Linked DNA regions of Sus scrofa: all the other regions are linked to region 3. Evidence: chromatin contacts called from public HiChIP or PLAC-seq data. All regions are on one chromosome and are shown on one strand. Each heading gives the region's core, a stretch centred on a gene start, on an enhancer-like site or on the middle of the called end of the contact. The rest is flanking DNA. Distances are from core to core; before and after follow the strand shown.

Region 1 (2,845 bases), core at 149-2,648, 390 kb before region 3:
GGATGAGAAAGAACTACGCTCAATGCTTTTCCCTTAATCCTCACAACGCTCTAAGTGGGCACCTCATTATTACCCCCTCGTTATTACGAGGAGGCTGGGGTTCAGGGAGGGAGGCAGCTTGCTCAAGGCCACATGGTTAAGAAGTGGCAGAGCTGTGCTTTAAGATCAGGCCATCGCTCCAGAGCTGACGATTTTAACCACCATGCAATACTAGGTTGTGCCAAATAAATTGCCAGAAATGGTCACGGTCTGTGACAGTAATTTTTTTGTTCTTGTTCCAGGCTAATTTAGACTAGAAAAAAGAAAAATTCCCAAAGGAAAATCCTAGATCAGTTCAACACTATGAGCTTTGAGTTGAAAGTATTAAAGGGCTATAAACATTATCATGTCAACAACTAGAGCAGAAGATATGAGATAATACACTTTACCAACTACAGCACCGGAGGTTTAGAGGTCCCTAAATGATAGAAATACTGTGTAGGTGTTCTTTTTATTTCTATTAAAGGGCATTCATTTAACATCTGCCAATGGATTCCTGCCAATTCATATCTAAAAATACATACCAGTGGGCATTAAGATAAAACAGTCTTCACCAAGCAGTGCAGCATTGATCGCCTCAAGCTGATTAGTTCTAAAATTATGCAGGCCAAATTTTTTATGAAAAATCTTCATCATTTCTTTTGTATGAGGAAAATTAAGACTTTGGAAATGCTTGTGTTTCAGATTTCTGGATGTTAAATTTTGCTCCGACTTGTCTAAGAAAATAATCAATGTTAAGAGAAATCAGGGTATTATTGTAACAGCTCAGTTTCAGCATTTTTACCCTTTGTCCTGCCAAGTCATCAGCGTGGGTCTCCTTTAACTGCTGATGGGGGTTTCCTCACTGCCCAGCGTCAAAGCCTCCTCAGGGCTAAACTCAGGTCTTTCTTGGACTTTTTTTTGCAGCACCTACCACTGCTATTCTCTCTTGACCTTCAAGACAATCACTGGTTTTCTACTTGCTTTAAATTCCCTTTTCCAGCTCCGTTTCCTCCACCTGCACCTTAAATTTGGCAAAATCCATCACACACTTGGGATTGGGGGCTTTAGACATTCTTCTTTTGGTCCTATGACCTTAAACATTCCTGATGGGTACCAGATGCCAAGATCTCTTTCTTAAGACCAGACTGGCCCCCTCCTAAGTTCCAGTTCTGCCCGCACCTCCAACTGTGTGCAAGACATTCCTATCTGAATGACTTTCCAGCACTTAAAGCTCAGCAAACCTTAAGACAGCCCTCCTCAGCTTTTCTCCAAATCTGCCTCTGCCTCCTGACTTCCCTATTTCTGTTCCTGGTGTCCTGGTTTTCCCAGTCACCGGGTCTGAAACCTCAGAGTCATGCCAGCTTCCTCTGATTCTTCTTCCGAAACGTCTCTCACTCCGCCCCCTGTTCTGCACCCTTGCTGTCACAGCTCTGGCTCAGCACAGAGAACAAGAGATGCTCACGTTGGCTCTGGCAGTTACTCTGACCCCAACACTCAACTGCCTCAAAGATAATTGCTGACACAAGTATGACACATCAAACATGATGCAAAAATAAACCCACTGATGGTTATTTTAAAGGTCAACAGCGTAACTGCAAGAACAACCTCTGTGGTATTAAGTCATCAATGGCGAAAATAGAGAGGACTGTACTTTTACAAAATCTTACTCACATAACTTGATTCAGCTAAAAAAAAAAATCCCAATTTTTGATAACATTATAAGGCTGATGTAAGTTTTTAAAATTAATTTTGCCTTTTCTCTGCAGTCTTTGCAATGGCTAATTTTACTCTTCCAAAAAACTTCTCTTTAAATAGTGAGCTCCAAGAGGGCAGGAACTCTTCGTTATCCATCTACTCTGAGGACCTGTGCACTGAACATGGCACATAGTGGGCACTCAAAGAAATAAAATGATTTTAGACCAAAAGAAATCATTTGACTGATATAAGAAATTTCTGACTTCATTATCTTTCCTAGGCTGCCCTACATTTTAATGTTTCTCTACTTTATAAATTGATCAGTTCTCATCAATCCAGAATTCTAAAAATACACACAATTACACTTTTAACATAAATTCAGCTTTGCTTTTACCCACCCCCAAAAAGCATTACGAACTTGGCCTTCATGAGCTTTATTGTTTTAGAGACTAAAAAATGTTAATTTAAAGGCAAGGCACATTTGTAATGACTTTAGAGCTTTACTACAATAGGTTATAATTACACATTTTATAAAACTACAGCTGCTACAGAGACAAAGGAGCAACTTGCTTTTGAAATTGTGATTTGTAATTCATATTATCAGCAGAAATTTGCATAGAAACAATGTCGTTTTCAGGCAATGAGGATTTGCTATGGTTTTTCTCACATAGTTCCTATTTTGACCAGTTTTGTTTTCAAATAAAATATAACCATTCAATTTATTTTAAACTTACCAGTGTAATTGTGAATTGACTCTGAGAAGTTTTTATTTTGAGCAGTAGATGCCACTGGAAGAGAGTCTGTCTTGGCTGAAGAAATCCTTTCTGATACTGATTTGACTGGCCGACCTTCCTTAATAGGTTGATAGACAGCTGTGGAAGATTTGCTGGCTGCTAAATTATGCATCATATTTTCCCAGTCATCGTCATCATCATCAAAGTCATCTATGTCAAAATTATCAATATCACAGGATGCCTGGATTTCTCTTTCCAAGTCATTTATTGAGGTAGTGTGTTTATTCTGATCTTTCACAGCAGTGCTTGTAAGAACATTTCCTGGGAAATAAGAGCTTTCATTTCTTTTTTCTACCCTTGGGGTTTCAGCCCAGTTGCTACTTACAAAAGACTTC
Region 2 (2,749 bases), core at 3-2,502, 450 kb before region 3:
AGAATTGCAGCTGCCAGCCTATACCACAGTCACCACAATGCCAGACCCTTAACCCACTGAGTGAGGCCAGGGATTGAACCCTCATCCTCATGGATACTAGTCATGTTCGTTTCCACTGTGCCACAACGGGGAATGCCTATTTTTTTTTTTTTTTTTTCATAACCAACTCATATTCTCATTAGCTTTTCTCTGTTCTGAAGCTTTTTTTTTTTTTTTTTTTTTTCTGGTCTTTTTAGGGCTGCATCCATGGCATATGGAGGTCCCCAGGCTAGGAGTCAAATCAGAGCTGTAGCCGCCGGCCTACACCACAGCTCACAGCAATGCCAGATCCTCAACCCACTGAGCGAGGCCAGGGATGGAACCTGTGTCCTCATGGATGCTGCTCAGATTCGTTTCTGCCGAGCCATGATGGGAACTCCTGTCCTGAAGCTATTAGTTTCAGGGAAGCTGCCTCTGATCCTTGGCCCCATCCCCTTCCAGCCACGCCCTCCAGTGATTGCCAGCCTCTTCATGGCAGTTGGCAGAGTAGCCTTGGGTGTTCTTTTCACCTTGCTCAGTTAACTCGAGCATCTCCTGCAGACCCTCTACTTCTCACAGGGGAACCAGGCTGCCTTCCCTTGGAGGGACAGTTGGGAGAGCTGTGTGGTTTTCAACCTGCTTTTCAGGAGCTCAAATGTGCAGGGGTGGGCGGGGAGACTTCCCCCACGGAGGCCACTCTTGCTGAGGGTGCAGGCCTTCCGTTTCCTGCTGCCTCTTACACACCCTGCACCCCAGCCCCCTCTGCCTGGCCAGGACTGTGTCCTGCTCCCATGTCCCTGGCCGCTCAGGATCCATGAGGGCAGAGGGCACCAAAGGCCACCGCTGTGGAGATTGTCTGCTCAGTGTGTTGGCTCATTTTCTTTATAAACAAGTTGCCACTGTGCTATTACTCATCTTGTCAAGTACTGGGGTAGCGAGAGTCTAGGTTCTCCTGCCCTTTAAAGTCTGACCTCCTAGGCAGCTTTTTCTTCTTCTTTTTTTTTTTTTTTTTTGGCCATGCACATGGGATGCAGAAGCTCCTGGGCCAGGGATCAAATCTGAGCCACAGCAGCAACCCAAGCCACAGCAATGACATCGCCAGATCCTTAACCTACTGGGCCAATGGGGACTCCCCAGGCGGCCTCTTAAAAATGCAAATCTCTAAGTCCTGCCCACCCAGAGGCCCAGAGGCCCAGAGACTCTGATTCTGTGGGTCTGGGTAGGACCTGTTCCTCCCCACCCCAAGCGACGTGGGTGTCCAGGCCAGAGCTGAGGACTGCTGAGTCACCCATCGGGACCATGTGCATTTTTGTCAAATTAAAGGAATGCGGCTCTGATTACATAAGATCACATGGTGATGAACATTTCACAGTTTTGGAATGTCCCAGTAGGTGGGCAGACTGGATCATTCATTCTATTGGTAAAGCCTGAGGCCCAGAGAGGGGAAGTGACTTGCCCAAGGTCACACAGCAAGTCAGCAACAGGTTTAAAGGACTGAACAGACAGGTTTGAAGAACAGGAAATGCCAACCCCAGATCTGGGGCCTCCGGATCAGGGTAGCCCATCTCCAAGGGCAAGAAGGTCTTTGCCAGTGGCATGAGCAGCCTCCTTGAGGAGGGGGTATGACTGTGGCTCTTCCCCTGGGGAACTTTGACCAGGAGTGTCTTGAGGGGAGGGTGGCCACAGGAGGCACAGCACCAATCCCAGCCTGCCAGAAGGAGTGACCGCATAGCCCCTCATGCCTGCCTCACCCTACTCTTCCACTTCCCAGAAATCAGGCTCTCGGCATGAGCCCAGGACCTGGCAAGGAAACAGAATCAGAACAGGTGGAGAACCTGGGATTAGCACTGGGCTGGGCCTTTCTGCCCCAAGCAGTTTAGGCCAGGACTGGGTGGTGCGGCTTGACATTCCATCAGGAGGACAGGCTGGGACCCTTGGGCTGTCCTGGGTATTGTCAGCCCCTGGCCTGTTCTCATCTTGCCCCACCAGCCAGGTGACATCAGGCCAGAGAATGAGGGCCTGGCCCTGACTGGTTTCAGGCTCAGCTGCCTCTGGGAGCAACAGGACCCTCTCTCAGATTGTGGGGAGGGTTGATTCCTGCAGAAGCAGGGGCTCTTGGTAGCGAAGCTCAAAATGGATCCAATCCACAAGGAAACAAGAAATATTCTGTTGGAGTATTTTTGTGAGGAGATGGGGAAAAGGAACCTGATTGTTCCATAGAGCTGCAATTTATTACTATTATTATTATTTTGTTTTTTAGGGCCACACCCACCGCATATGGAAATTCCTAGGCTAGGGGTCGAATCAGAGCTGTAGCTGCCCGCCGACACCACAGCAACACCAGATCTTAGCTGTGTCTTCGACCTACACCACAGCTCACGGCAGCGCCAGATCCTTCACCCACTGAGTGAGGCTAGGGATCGAATCTGCCTCCTCATGGATACTAACTAGTTGGGTTTGTTACCGCTGAGCCACGGCAGAAACTCCTAGAGCTGCAACTTAATTTCTCCCCTGGACGCTTCTGATCTTTCCTTGCTGAACCCCCGCCTCCTCCTCTCCCAGCCCTGACCTGGAGTGCGTCTCCGGGAGTGTGTGAATCATGACGGTGGCTGGGTGGCTGCCCAGTGCCTGCCACACACTGGGAGGTACAGGAAACACGCCGGTGGCAGGACCATCCGGACCCTAGTGGACACAGGAGTGCCCAGGGAGGAAGCACCAACTCGGGATTCAG
Region 3 (2,764 bases), core at 186-2,685:
ATAGGCTGCAAGTGCAGCCATAAAAAGCAAAAAAAAAAAAAAAAAAAAAAAGGTAGATAATACATAACTATCCTTTCATGACCAAGGTCTCAAACAATACAGAAAAGATGAAGACCTAACCCCTGCCTTCAACACTATTCTTTTCCGTGAATGGCCTGGTGGATGTGTATTCATTCAGACTTTTTCCTATTTACATGTGTGCTTTTCTCATAAATACTACCACACACTGGAGGACGTACTGGGTTTTGTTTGACCCACATAGAATTTTTAAACTTTTGAATTAGTTGCCAACATCTTAAATTGGGATATTTCCTGAGAATCTTAAAAACCTGGACGATAAGGCATCACTGGACCCACACTTCTGCCTGGAAACAGTTGACCAGCGCTGAGCAGCGGGCTGCCCCCTGCAGGTGGGATGAGCTCTCTACTCCCCGCTCTTCTCAGATGCCTTCCCCCAGCCCACCTCACTATTTTAGCTACCTACATGGCCCTTAGAAGCATTCTCTTTTTTCACCTTTATACGTGGTATTCTGTAACTCTCTTTTTTCCACTTAAAAATGAATCGCAGGCATCCTGGTGTGCAAATACATACTAATCTCTCTTTTTTTTTTATTTTTTATTTTATTTTTTGGCCATGCCAATGGCATGCGGAAGCTCCCGGGTTAAGGTTTGAACCCACGCCACAGCAGTGACTGGAGCCACAGCAGTGACAATGTTAGATTCTTAACCCACAGAACCACCAGGGAACACCTGTCATATTCTTTTTACTAGGCACAATCCATCCTCAGCTGCGGATGCCATATTTGTGAATTTGCCTACTCTTGAAAATTTCTAACCCCCAAATCAATATTCATGGCACTTCTGGGGTCATTTGTGGACACGTACAGAGCTGCAAAAAAATTGAGTTGCTTAACAAAGCACATGCTTAACACACTTAACGTGCTTAACAAACATGTTCCCAGCTGAGGTTGAACAAGGCCATTCTCTGCCTTCCTGCTTTAGCTCTCATACTGCAAATGAGTGTCTGTGTGGTCTATTTAATGCCACATTTTTTGTATTTTTGTGATTTTTGTTGTTGATTTTTTTTTTTTTTAATCTTTTTGTCTTTTCTAGGGCCACACCCATGGCATATGGAGGTCCCCCAGGCTAGGGGTCTAATCCAAGCGGAAGCTGCTGGCCTACACCACAGCCACAGCAATGCGGGATCCAAGCCTCGTCTGCAACCTACACCACAGCTCATGGCAATGTCGGATCCTTAACCCACTGGTTGAGGCCAGGGATGGAACCCTCAACCTCGTGGTTCCTAGTCAGATTCGTTAACCACTCAGCCACAATGGGAACTCCAATTTCGCTTTTTAAATGGCTCCCAAGAGTAGTGCAGTAGTGCTTCCTAGTGTTCATAGGGTCAAGAAGGCTGGAATGTGCCTTATGGAGAAAACAAGTAAGTTAGATAAGCTTCCTTCAGGCATGAGTCATGGTGCCCTTGGCTGTGAGTTCTGTGTTAATGAGTCAACAAAGCCTTGTACCTAGAAAAAGGAAGAGGAAATCGGCTGATCTGTACTGAGGCTGCCCCGGAAAGTGCCAAAATAACAATTACGGTGTGTGATGAAGCTATGGAAAAGATAGACAAGTGGCTAAATTTGTAGATTCGTGAGATGACAGGCACAGCTGACAGCATTGTTGTGAGGCTCGAAAGGCAAATTTACAGTCACACTGAGTCAAGAGAAAAATCCTTTCAGTGAGTGCTGACCGACTGAAACATTTCAAAAAGCACTAAGGGAATGAAAAATGTTAAATTTCCAGGCAAGGCTGGTTTTGCAGATCAAGAGGCTATGGAAGAATTTTAAAAATACCTGCTAAATGTTATACTGGAAAAGGGTTATGTGGAAGAGCAGGTTCACAATGCTGATGAAGCTGGCTTGTTTTTATAAGGACAGTGGCAAATAAACCCATAGAACACAAAGAGCTTCCAAAGCCCTGTCTTTAAATCATTGAAAGACTACGCAATCAATTTATTTGTAAGAGATATATGTTAAACAAAGTGTCTTTAAATAGAAACACATGTAAAACAAAGGTATATGCGGATTCGTTGTCGAAAATGTGACTAGAGGCTCCTAGGAACCTAACTCTCTATTTGCTCTCGGAGTAATGGTTCTGGTTTTTCTAATTCAGGTTTGTGATGACTTTACAGAACACAATAAATGTTGTTAAGAGATGATCACGGAGTTCTCGTCATGGGGCAGTGGAAACGAATCTGACTAGGAACCATGAGGTTGCAGGTTCAATCCCTGGCCTCGCTCAGTGGGTTAAGGATCCGGCATTGCCATGAGCTGTGGTGTAGATTGCAGACGTGGCTCGGATCTGGAGCTGCTGTGGCTGTGGTGTAGGCCAGTAGCTACAGCTCCGATTAGACTGTTAGTCTAGGAACCTCCATATCCTGCGGGTGCAGTTGTACGAGGGAAAAAAAAAAAGAGAGAGAGATCATCACATTGGTTTTATTTAACGTTTTGTGAATCAAGCAGCATCCCGTCCTGCAGAGAGAAAAGAGCACCAAAGAGCTGCAAAAAAAGAAAAGTTTTTGTAGACAAAAGTGGGGCAGAGAAAAAGAAAAAAAGTGGATGAATCATCTTTCTCTGGGGGATGGAAAAGGTCTATCAGGCGGATTAGCTCACTACTGTTGACCAGGAAATTCCAAGAATTAATGAAATTCTTAAACCTGACTGGTTAAGCTGACATTCCTGTGGGAGATTGAAATTGCAATTAG

The links. HiChIP or PLAC-seq counts read pairs in DNA pulled down with a chosen protein or histone mark.
Region 1: a contact with region 3 is called in an H3K27ac HiChIP or PLAC-seq map of alveolar macrophages. The contact joins two enhancer-like sites. A contact is called at or near these places in 1 of 5 promoter capture datasets (fetal liver), 1 of 47 Hi-C or Micro-C datasets (embryonic fibroblasts) and 1 of 2 datasets of contacts at active chromatin or transcription factors (alveolar macrophages).
Region 2: an H3K27ac HiChIP or PLAC-seq map of alveolar macrophages shows a contact between it and region 3. The contact joins two enhancer-like sites. A contact is called at or near these places in 1 of 47 Hi-C or Micro-C datasets (embryonic fibroblasts) and 1 of 2 datasets of contacts at active chromatin or transcription factors (alveolar macrophages).

The regions. Positions count from the first base shown.
Region 1 is chr7:53,358,409-53,361,253 of Sscrofa11.1, reverse strand. BLM (Bloom syndrome RecQ like helicase) reads right to left here. Exons shown (of 21, transcript NM_001123084.1): 6 at 2,451-2,845; 7 at 564-755. Among named protein-coding and RNA genes, the nearest start is that of BLM, 16 kb to the right of the region's middle. Within about 2 kb of position 1,398, at least 15 of the 83 cell types and tissues checked have an H3K27ac peak or open chromatin away from gene starts, as enhancers often do. A contact at or near this core is called in alveolar macrophages and embryonic fibroblasts, where this site is marked.
Region 2 is chr7:53,422,749-53,425,497 of Sscrofa11.1, reverse strand. No RefSeq gene overlaps it. Among named protein-coding and RNA genes, the nearest start is that of FURIN, 32 kb to the left of the region's middle. Within about 2 kb of position 1,252, at least 16 of the 83 cell types and tissues checked have an H3K27ac peak or open chromatin away from gene starts, as enhancers often do. A contact at or near this core is called in alveolar macrophages and embryonic fibroblasts, where this site is marked.
Region 3 is chr7:52,968,617-52,971,380 of Sscrofa11.1, reverse strand. No RefSeq gene overlaps it. Among named protein-coding and RNA genes, the nearest start is that of ZSCAN2, 12 kb to the right of the region's middle. Within about 2 kb of position 1,435, at least 28 of the 83 cell types and tissues checked have an H3K27ac peak or open chromatin away from gene starts, as enhancers often do. A contact at or near this core is called in alveolar macrophages and embryonic fibroblasts, where this site is marked.